Regions from separate parts of the Gossypium hirsutum genome. Here region 2 is linked to region 1. Evidence: chromatin contacts called from public Hi-C data. All regions are on one chromosome and are shown on one strand. Each heading gives the region's core, a stretch centred on a gene start, on an enhancer-like site or on the middle of the called end of the contact. The rest is flanking DNA. Distances are from core to core; before and after follow the strand shown. Region 1 holds the start of LOC107933518 (U-box domain-containing protein 30). Region 2 has its middle 33 kb from the start of LOC121211384.

The links. A called contact is a pair of places that touch in the nucleus more often than the background predicts.
Region 2: a contact with region 1 is called in a Hi-C map of leaf, with 2.1 times the contacts expected there. The contact joins the enhancer-like site here to the promoter of LOC107933518 in region 1. A contact is called at or near these places in 2 of 34 Hi-C or Micro-C datasets (both in leaf).

What each region holds. Positions count from the first base shown.
Region 1 is chrA12:43,750,552-43,755,432 of Gossypium_hirsutum_v2.1, reverse strand. It overlaps LOC107933518 (U-box domain-containing protein 30), which reads right to left and starts at 3,285. Exons shown (of 1, transcript XM_016865754.2): 1 at 754-3,285. The coding sequence starts at 2,665. The coding sequence ends at 1,310.
Region 2 is chrA12:44,394,175-44,399,715 of Gossypium_hirsutum_v2.1, reverse strand. It overlaps the pseudogene LOC107924374. Among protein-coding and RNA genes, the nearest start is that of LOC121211384, 33 kb to the left of the region's middle. Within about 2 kb of position 1,500, at least 8 of the 9 cell types and tissues checked have an H3K27ac peak or open chromatin away from gene starts, as enhancers often do. A contact at or near this core is called in leaf, where this site is marked.

The DNA.
Region 1 (4,881 bases), core at 2,036-4,535:
GAGTGAAAATTCTCTTTGAGTTCTTCAAGGATTTTCTCTTGAGTTTTCTTTAGAAGTTGTTTTAACAATCTTTTTGATTGTGGGAGCCATCTTCAACCTTCTTCTTGCCATTGATATTCTTTGGAGGGGAGATTAGAGCCGTTTGAAGGGAGTTGTGAGATCTTTCGAGATTTCAAGGCTTCTTAGGACTTATCTTTTAATTTCTTACTGTCAATTCTTTCTTTATTTCTACTTGTGCTGAATCATTATCTAATCTATTTTCTGTTCTTATTGTGTTTTCAGCCTTTTTCTATCTTAAGGAATCAGCCCAAAAATCCCCAATTTCTAGGGTTTTTCCATACTCTTTTTGGGTGAAATTAGATTGTCGAAATTTGGGGAAAACTATCTTAGTGTTCAATTGGGCAGAATCACAATCTCCTTGAGGGTTTCAAGAACCCTAACACTTATTTCTATTCTCAATTTGATTCTTTGCTGATTTGGGGATTTTATTTCAGATCTGAAAATTCAAAAATCTAATCTTTTAATTTTCTGTTTCGTTTCAGATCTAATTGTTTAGGGTTTTCGTAGGAGTTTCTCGTGACTTGGCAACTCGATCTTGGTCCGCGCGCAATCCTATATCACATAGCCTTTGTAATAAATCAAATGTACACAATTGTTAACCAGTAAAAACTTTTACTTTTATTAATTCTTCATGGAGGCTAACAACAAACGAAAAGTGCAGAATAAATAAGAAGAAAAAATAAAAACATGAAAGAAAAGAAAAGGTTATCTTTCATTGTACACATTGAATAGACAATTGATGTCCAGAGGCATTCCAATCTCTCTACAACAGTGGAGCTGAAAATGCAAAACTCCCACTAAAACCCAGACAGGAAAATTGGTCAAGGAAGGCCCCTACCATAGGAACAACTTGGGAGAAATAAGGGCCCCCAACACCAAGGAGCAAAGCAATTCTTTGTCTATTACAATTGTGATTGCAAGCTCCAAAGTCTTGCACAAATAGCACAATTCCATCCCAAGAATGTACCCCACCCACAATAATCCATTCCACATGATCCTTTTGGGGGTTTTATTTTAAGGCATTGGAAAAGAGAACTTCATATAATTCCATTGCAGCATGAAATGTGTTCTTTTTTCTTATCCACATTATGAGTGTTCTTTAAGTAAAGTTGAATCAAATTGCAGGAATTGAAGTGCTTAAATATATACAGGAGAGCTAATTCATACCTCAAACCCCCTATCTCATAAGTATATGATCGTTCATTCTTGGAAGATTTCAAGAACCAATCATGGCAGGCCCTTTAACTTGTCATAGGATTGTCCTTGTGAGCTTGCACTTTGAAATAAAGATGGTGTCTGTATAATTTAGGCTACATAACTTCAAGAGCTCCGAAGATTTTTGCTTCAACAGAGGATTGCAACCGCTCTGAATCACGAGAAGCAGCTTTGCTGCCAAACCGGCTTCTACAGCAACTGAGGAGCATTCCTCAGGGGCAAGTTTACATACGGACCACAGTATTGACAATGCATATTGAGTACAGCTTTCTGAAATTCTCATCAAGAGCCTCACCATATTCGGAATTGTGTTTCCACAATCCTTCAATGCTGCTTTGCCTTCTGGTAGTGATGATAACATGTCCAATATGAAAAGGGCTGATTCCAGGCAATCAGGTTCCAAAGCAGGTAACAATTCAACCAATTGAGAAACGGCGCCAATACTCACAATCAAACCCATGACTTGTTTATGTAAGCATATAGATCTGAGCAAGCTAAGACCAGGCATGATTCCATTCGTGTGCCTCTTATCCTTCACTAAGCGCATTAGACCAACCAATAGCCGATGGCTGGAGATGCTCTCAGCCCGAAATTCCTTCTCATCCATTAACTTCTCTATCAATCGCGTACAATTGATCTTTGTCTCCACTGACCCTTCATTCAGCATGTCTACCATCAACGAAATCTTTGTTGGCTGCATCAAATTGGTTTTGGACTCTGAATCAAGCTCCAAATTGACAAGAATGGCGATCGCCTCTGAACCAACAGCATGGGAAGTAAATGGACCTAACAAGGATGAAATTAGAGAAACTCCACCTTCATCGACCACTGTCTTCATTGCTGTTGCATGTGCAGCCACAACTTGCTTAAGCTCCTTCAAGGCTTGAATCCTGGCCTGACCTTTAGCCTTCTTCAAGGTCTGAAGAAGCTCACTTACCCTTCCTTGTACATCCTCGGATCTCTTCTTCATAAGCAAATATTTCTGCGAAAACCAAGTGTAAATCAAATGGTAAAGGGTTCTATTTGGGGTAACAGAATCATCCCAGAGTTCTTGCATTGTAGTGGGGCAAGTATAGTGCCCCAAATTGAACCATTTGAGAATGTTGGACCTCTCATATGTTTGGCCAGTGCAAAGAGTTACAGGGTCTTGCATTGGCTCAAGAGAGATGGGACAAATAAACACAGAAGGAATCTCAGGTAAATCAAGCTCTTCAATCATTTTCTTCAGATCCAATTTCTCACCAACGGCAGCACCAATGACTCCACCACCAACGCCACCCAAAACCCCATCTTTAACAGCAGTATCCAGATCCAGAACTTGCCCATCACCACTACCATCAAATGCAGCAACAACCACCCCATCCCTCTTTGAGGGTTGAAACATAGGCATCTTTGAAACCCGCCCTTCTTTTTCCAAAAAAAAAAAAGATAAAGCAACACAGATTCTCAAGGTACCAAAAAAGAAGGATTATCTTTAAAACCCCTCTACACTACCCACAACAAGCTCTAAATTCACTGCACTGACAAGCACCCTTCAACCCACATTATGAAAAAAGAATGGAACTTGTATATTTCCAATCAATTCCTCTCTCATTGACAAATCATAAAGCAAGAAAAATACCTTCTTTTTCTCTCTACAAACTCACACATCTATTTTGCTTTATCCTGATCTCTTTTTCTAGGGTCAAAAGTCCATCATAATAACAATAATATCAGTAATAAACACACAATAATCAAGCTCCCATCTTTCACTTCTTGTACAAGCTTCCCATCATCAAGCACCCCAAAACAGCAAAAATAAGTAGGCAAAGAAAAGAAAGATACTAGTAAAAGAAAGCAGTCAAAGATAAACAGTTAAAAGAGTAGTACAAAAGCTAATCAATTAGACCTTTTTCCTCTAAACCCAACCATTAATGGTACAGAAAAAATAGGGGGAAAAAACCCAAACAAGAAAAAAATGAAAACGTTACAAGAATTTAGTGAAGAGAATCAAGTTATTGTGAAAACAGGCCTTACCACAAAATGGAGAGAAAGAGAAGAACAGAGAAAAGCCATGTCCTGCAAAGGCTTCCCTACTGCTCTTCTTTTGGGGCAGTTGTTTGCTGGATAAAAATAAAATAATTTTAAAATTATTAAAAAAAACCTTCACGAAAAATAATAAAAATTAATTATTAATGAGATCATCTTAATATATAAATGCGTTGCTTTTTTTTTTCTTTGAACGAGGAAATGACATTTTTTTTCCCTAATATTTTACCAGAGTAAAAAAAAAAGAAGAAGAAGAAGAAGAAGGGAAAGTTGAAAATTACCAAGTTACCGGTAATTAAGCCACCCGATCCGCACACCACACGTGCAGTCATATCAATTCTTTGCCGTAATCTCCCCGCTATTACTTTTAATTTAACAGTGATGTTACTAAAAAGTTAGTTTTCATTAATAAATTGAACTAATGAATTTTGGTTTTGAAAAAATGGAATCAAGATTTTGATTTTGATTTTAATGTTTGTTGTTTTAGCTAAAAGGAATCTCTTTTAATCTTAAGAAACTTCATCCACATATGTTATGTGGACAAAATCTAATTTCAAAATTAATAATAATAATAATAATAATCATCTATTTTCAGTTCTTTAATGTCATTCTTATATTGTTTATAACTACTCATTTATAGAAATTTTATTGAAATACAATATATAAAATCTGTTGATATTTACACCTAAAAGAATTGTGAGGGCCACTGGGGAACTTCCCACCTCCCTATTTTTTTTTTAAAAAGAAAAATAATTTCATGTGTTTATTTATTTTAGGTAAAGTGCCAGCAAAGCATTTTGACCGTGACAGTTTTGCTTTGACTGCACGCCTGTGCTGCTCCACTTTTCCGGTCTTTGCGTTGACTGCCTTTGCCCCACTTCCAGATCTAACCAATCACCACCTGCCACGTAGATCATGAAAGCCCTGCCCTCCACACTCCCTCCTTTGTTTTCTGTAATCTTTATTAATAATGACTTGAAATTAGTATTTGTTTATTTTTCTGTGCCATGGTACAGTGAGTGTTCAGCACAATATCATAAGTATTTCACGCTCCCTCGTTTTTCCAGATTTTTTTTAAGAACATAATTTGATTTTCATATGCAAATATTAATAATTATTCACCAAATACAATATGGTCTATAATTAGGATTTGAAATTTGGGTGGTAAGGGCTAGCGGCTTCTCAAAAATATTATTTAATTAAATGAATATAATGGATTTAGGTTTGCATTAAAGTGTAATAAAATATTAAATATTTGAGTAGTTTGCAAACTCGATGGGTGAGGTTGGAATTAATTAGATTAATTGGCTATTAATTTTGGACAGCTTTTTTTTTGGATTTATATGTTTTTAAGTAATATATTAACCACAATTATTTATATAATAAAATTTAATTTACGAAATTTAAAACCTAATATTTTAAAATTTTTAATTCAATTTTATTTATATAATAATTTTTAAAAAGTAATCTAAAATTCAAATATCAGTATTTTTTTAAAAAAAAATTATCCTCGAATTCCAAGCTTCTTTATGCTAAAATAATTGAGTGGGGTGAGCTAAATTTGAGATTTATAAAAGA
Region 2 (5,541 bases), core at 251-2,750, 650 kb before region 1:
TATCATCATGCCGGAACTTTGCAACATATATCAAACACTTGATCTAAAGGTGCATGATCGCCGGTTCCTTCATCTTTATGAGCATATTAACAGTTGTTACCTTTGAACACAAACATCCCTCCTTGATAGTATCAAAGAGGAAAACTTATATTATAACAGTGAATTTAGGGTTATACAAGCTAAAATGAAATTAGGCTTACCTGTTGCAGTACACTACTTGTTTCGTCAGGGGTGGCCTCAATTGTGTAGTTTTTTTACAGCTTCTTGCAGGGACTCAAATCTTGAAAACACTTTAGTCTGCACGACCTAGACAGTGTATGATTGACAAGCATGTGTTTGTTTTATTTTTACACTCCATCAATGTAATAGATGTTTGTGTCCAAAATTACTGAAATCTGAAAAATCGAGAACAAAATACTGCAGAGAATGGAAAAGAGATGTACACTTGCTGGGTTGAAAAATGTACGACCAAAGCCATAATATAGGCCCAAAATATCATATGCCTGAAAAGGAGAATGTTAAAAAAACCAATTAAAGGGAAAATATGGATCCATTAACACACTGATATTACCTCTCGGTTTGGATCAGCGTAAAGGCAATCCATTGGAAATGGTAGCTGAATCAATTTCAGTGAGCCAACTTATGAAATTTGTTAACAACAATAATTATAATAATAATAATAAATTTGGTATCAATGGTACCCGTTCTGCAAGCAAACGTGCTTTGTTAGGTGTACCAACGCCGATTGCAATCAGTTTAACTCCAGCTGATTCAAATCTTGCTTTTGCTTCTTTCAATTCTAAACCAAGTTCCCAGCTAATAATGAATCAAAGAACATAACTTGTTTAGCAATGAATCATATAAATTTACACATACAATAAATAAATAAATAAATAAACGCCCAGTCAAGTGAGGACCAACAAGGGCATCCGAAATGGCGTAGATGTGCAACAACTGCAATTCCCTGTTGGGGGTAAAGAGAATAAATTAATAAAAGGCAAAGATCGGAGCAAGTTTTTAGCAATAAGAAAGGAGTAAAATTTACTTGGTTTTGGTCCCTAAGGTCTTTGAGAAAGACAGGCTGATCAGCAGCAGTGAAAATGGTAACATCCCCAAGGACGTCACCTATATCTGCACTGAATTCAGAGGTAGAGGCTTTTCCCACGACCCCAGAGTTGTTGGTGCCATTATTGCATGTGAAAAGCTTGGCTGGTTTTAGTTTTATAGGAGAAGAAATGGGGAATTTTAATGAAGGAATTTGAGATCCAAATTTAAGAGAATTAATTGAAGAAAAATATAGAGGTCGCACCGATTGCAGGTTTTGTGAAGGTAAGGTGGTCATTGTAGGGATACAGAGGGTGGGAAACTGAAAACTTTCCAAGAAACAAAAAATGGTCGATTTATTTTGACCCCAATTTTATTTGATGAAATTTGTGGAGGGAGGAATTTCTTGTTGCTGGATTGGTGGTTGAGAGATCATCAACGTTTCTATTGTGTGGGCTGCTTATTTGGATTAGGTTTTCAATTGGCTGGGATCTAGCCCACTAAATCACTTCTTTTTTTCAAGTCCAATATTATTTCCTTTCTAAGAGTTTTTACCATCTTTTCGTGGCAGTATTGCCATTAGACTGCTCAATGATTCCATAATTAGATAACTGATTAGCCATTGACTACCACCAACTTAAACCTCCTCCTAAGTTTTAAATTGGTAACTAAATTTTTTTGGGTCAATTAAATATTTGAATTTAATTTTTTAGTTTAAATTGGTACTTAAATTTAATTTTTTTTTCAAATTAATATTTACAATGAATGACTTATTTAAACCAATTTGAATTATGAAGCTAAGTTCAAGTACCTAATTGGACACACAAAAAAAAAAAAGCTTAAATAACTAAACTAAGTTCGACATCCTTTTCTTTTATCGGTAGTTCCACCAATTGATATGTTTCTACAAATAAATTGAAATTTAATTTCTTTCATTGGATATTCAATTTTTCGAAACTTATAAAGTTCTTCCGTTAAGCCTCGATCCATGAGCGCACAAAATCTTTCAAATTGCATCTGATTCGGCTTAAGTATTATAAACATTTTTCCATTTTCATCCCCAAACATTTTAAATTTCCCATTTCTCAAAATAATCCTACTCTTTTTTCATTATTTATCAAATGACATAAATTAATTCAATAATGATACAACTAAATGAAATTTTGTCTAATTTCATATAGGATACGAAAAAAATTATACTCAAATTTGAATTTATATTTACAATAAACAGAATTTATAAATGAGATTTAGCCGCATAGACTTTTGAATAGAATAAACCTCTACCATTATTATTATGATATTACATATTCCAATAACCAATAAAGCATTGCTCTCGATTTTGACATATCAAACATATAAATCAAATAGCCAGTGGGCCTTGAAGAGTATTGCTAGGCTTCCATCATAGTAACCACTTCTAATCAAACATCTAATCAAATTGGTGCCCTCTAACTAAGCTGAAACTGGGCTGATTGAAAGCAACGCATGTCCATAAAAGGGTGAATATCATCTTCAGTACCTTGCACCCCCTCAAATTGCACACTTATTGGTGGCAGATCATGAAGCAATCTTTAGCTAAAAAACAAACCTTGCTAGGTAAAATTAATCTCCAAAGGGTTATTCGGCGTTCTGATACACAACTTGTCTCTCTCTTAGCTATGTAGTCCCTCAGTCTCAACCTCTTTAGCATGCACTAATCTGTAAGCAGATTTTACTACGAAAATATTGTAGTATGAAAAGGTTCGCATTTTGTCCGACTGAAGTTGGGATTGAATTTGAATTTTATATTTATTTTTAGATTTTTGTTTAATAGTTTATTAATTTATCATATTTATAGCTTTTTTTATTAATTAAAAAAGAAAATAGAATGTTAAAAACATGAAAAGTTTAAAAAATTGAATTCTTGTTTTTATATATACTAGGTTTAATTTCAGGGGCTACACATGTAATATTATTAAATTATAATGTAGTAATACAATTCAATTACTTTTTAAAATATAATTAAAATAATTTTCATAATGTACCAATATGAAATCATAAATTTAAATTCAAAATATCAATGAAAGATAGCATAAATTTTGAATCTTAACATCAATGAAAAATCAAAATCAAAATAAATAATATTTTTCTATTTTAATATATTGATATGTAATTGTACGTGAATTATTTAAAATGTGAATATTACAATATTTTATTAAAATTTATGTATTTACCCTTGTGTATTAGCTAAAATTTCTTTTTCAATCAGGTATTGAAAATGTTAAAATGTCAAATTAGTCCTCCGAAAATAATTTTAAAAAAATCAATTAAGCTCCTCGTAAAAAAAGTGTACCTAATTAAGCTATTTGAGTTCATTTTTCCGCCAAAACTCTTGACGGATCGTTAAGTATTGACGCGGTATCCTACGTATAAAGAGTATTGATACTTATTTGTCAAAGAATGACACTTTTAAAGGTATCAATAAATATGTATTGTTTTCAAAATTCCAAATTGGCAAAACGCCAAAACGAATTCAATAAGTATTGATACCTATTTCTAAAGTTTTGAAAAAAATATATTTTGGTCCTTAATCATGCTCGAATCTATTCTATTGTATCTAAAAGCTCGATTTAGTTCTAGTTATATTCATAAATACTAATGTGCATGTGATTGTAATGGTTTAATGTTTTTATTTTTAAATCTAATTGAATGATATAATTTGTGTGTGATTGTTCTGGTGATTGTGGTAGCATTCTGTAGTTCGGGTTCGGCGACTGGATCGGGTTAGGGGTGTTACATAAGTCCTTGAAGAATTTCCTTGAATAAATATGATATTTATCTCTAAAAAGTAGTACTTCAATCACCAAAAGATAATAAGACTTTCATGTTTATCAAGCTTGTAACGACCCGAAAGTCAGTGGTGTCAAAAAGTGCAGTTTTAGAACCTCGTTTATGCAAATCAGACTCGCAAATATTGTTATTAAATATTTACGGAGTTACGTTAGAAGTGAATTGAATTTCAGACAAGTAATTTGGTCAAAATAGTGATTAATAAGGGTATAGGGACTAAATTGTAAAAGTGTCATATTACTATATATTTATAATAATTAGAAGTGAATTAAGGAATAAAATGATCATTATACCCACTTATAGGTTAGTGGACAGTAGCTTGGTTTATATTTATAAGAGAAATGTTATAAAATTTTAATAAAATAATAACAATTAATAAAATAAAAATAAAACACTTAATGGAAGAGAAAGCCAATGTTCTTTTCTTTTTTTTTTTCAACACTGAAATATAAAAGGACGAAGGAAGAACCCACGGCCTTAGGGTTCTCAAGTTTCAAGCTTAATTTGATTAGTTCAATTTAGTTATTTTTATTGTAATTTTTATGTTTCCTGTATCTCGATAGCTTAAGCTAGCTAATTCATAACTTATTTTTTTGGTGCTGTTAAAGATTGAGAATGTTTCCATGGATGACTAGTTGAAGCTTTATGTGTTAATTTGATAGATTTTAAGTTTAGAGTTGAAAAAGGATTAAATTGTAAAGTCAATTAATGGTTCTGTTCAATAAGGAGTAAAGTGCATAAATTTCTAAATTTGTGGTAGAAATGAAAAATAGGATGTTTAATTAGGACTATAGTGAAATTGGCATAAAAATTGGAGGCTAAATTTGAAAGTTATGCTAATATCCGTTTTAGGGGCTAAATTGAATAAAATACAAAATTTACATAAATTAGCAATTGAATGTGAAACTGGTTGTATATTGATAATTGTGTATGTTTTCTTTAATCTGTAGCTAACATTGACTCGAATCCCTCAAAAAAGAAAGGAAAAGATAGTCGTCTACGAATAGCTTGGAGTTTACAGTTTGTGTTTCTATAATCCGAACCATCTCAATTGTAGCTTTTTTATGTTAAATTGTATGGTAAGTTCATAAGGTGAGTGATAATTGATTCAGTGGGTTGAAATGATGTGATTGAATTGGCTATTTGTAATAAAGCCTGAATTGAATAGACTCATAAATATTGGATATTATTTAAAATGTGAAGTTGTGCTAAGTTGTGATGAACTATGTTGTTATAAATGAGAATTATGGATTTGTTATTGTGATTATGATATTGGAACGAAGAATTGATTATAAATGAATGTGAGAAATTGTTACCTTATTAACTATTCGGGCAAGGTCGGGTATAATTGACATGCCATAAGACAGGAAGAGTTCAGGGTTTTATGACTACATGTTAGGGAGTGCTAAGCACCCAATTTTTTGATTATACCGACTAATGCTGGGCAAATCTATTTGTTGTTTTTTACCGACCAGCGCAGGATGCCACTTATTATTGCGGATTTATCTAATAGACACTAGGTGCCAAATTGGTGTGTTGGTTGGATCCTTGTATCCATCTGAGTCCGAGTCATATTAATAGGGAAATAAAAATGGGAATCGAAATTATGATATGTGAAACAAATTGAAAGAAAGATGATTATGATTTTTGAATGCATATGATGGAAAT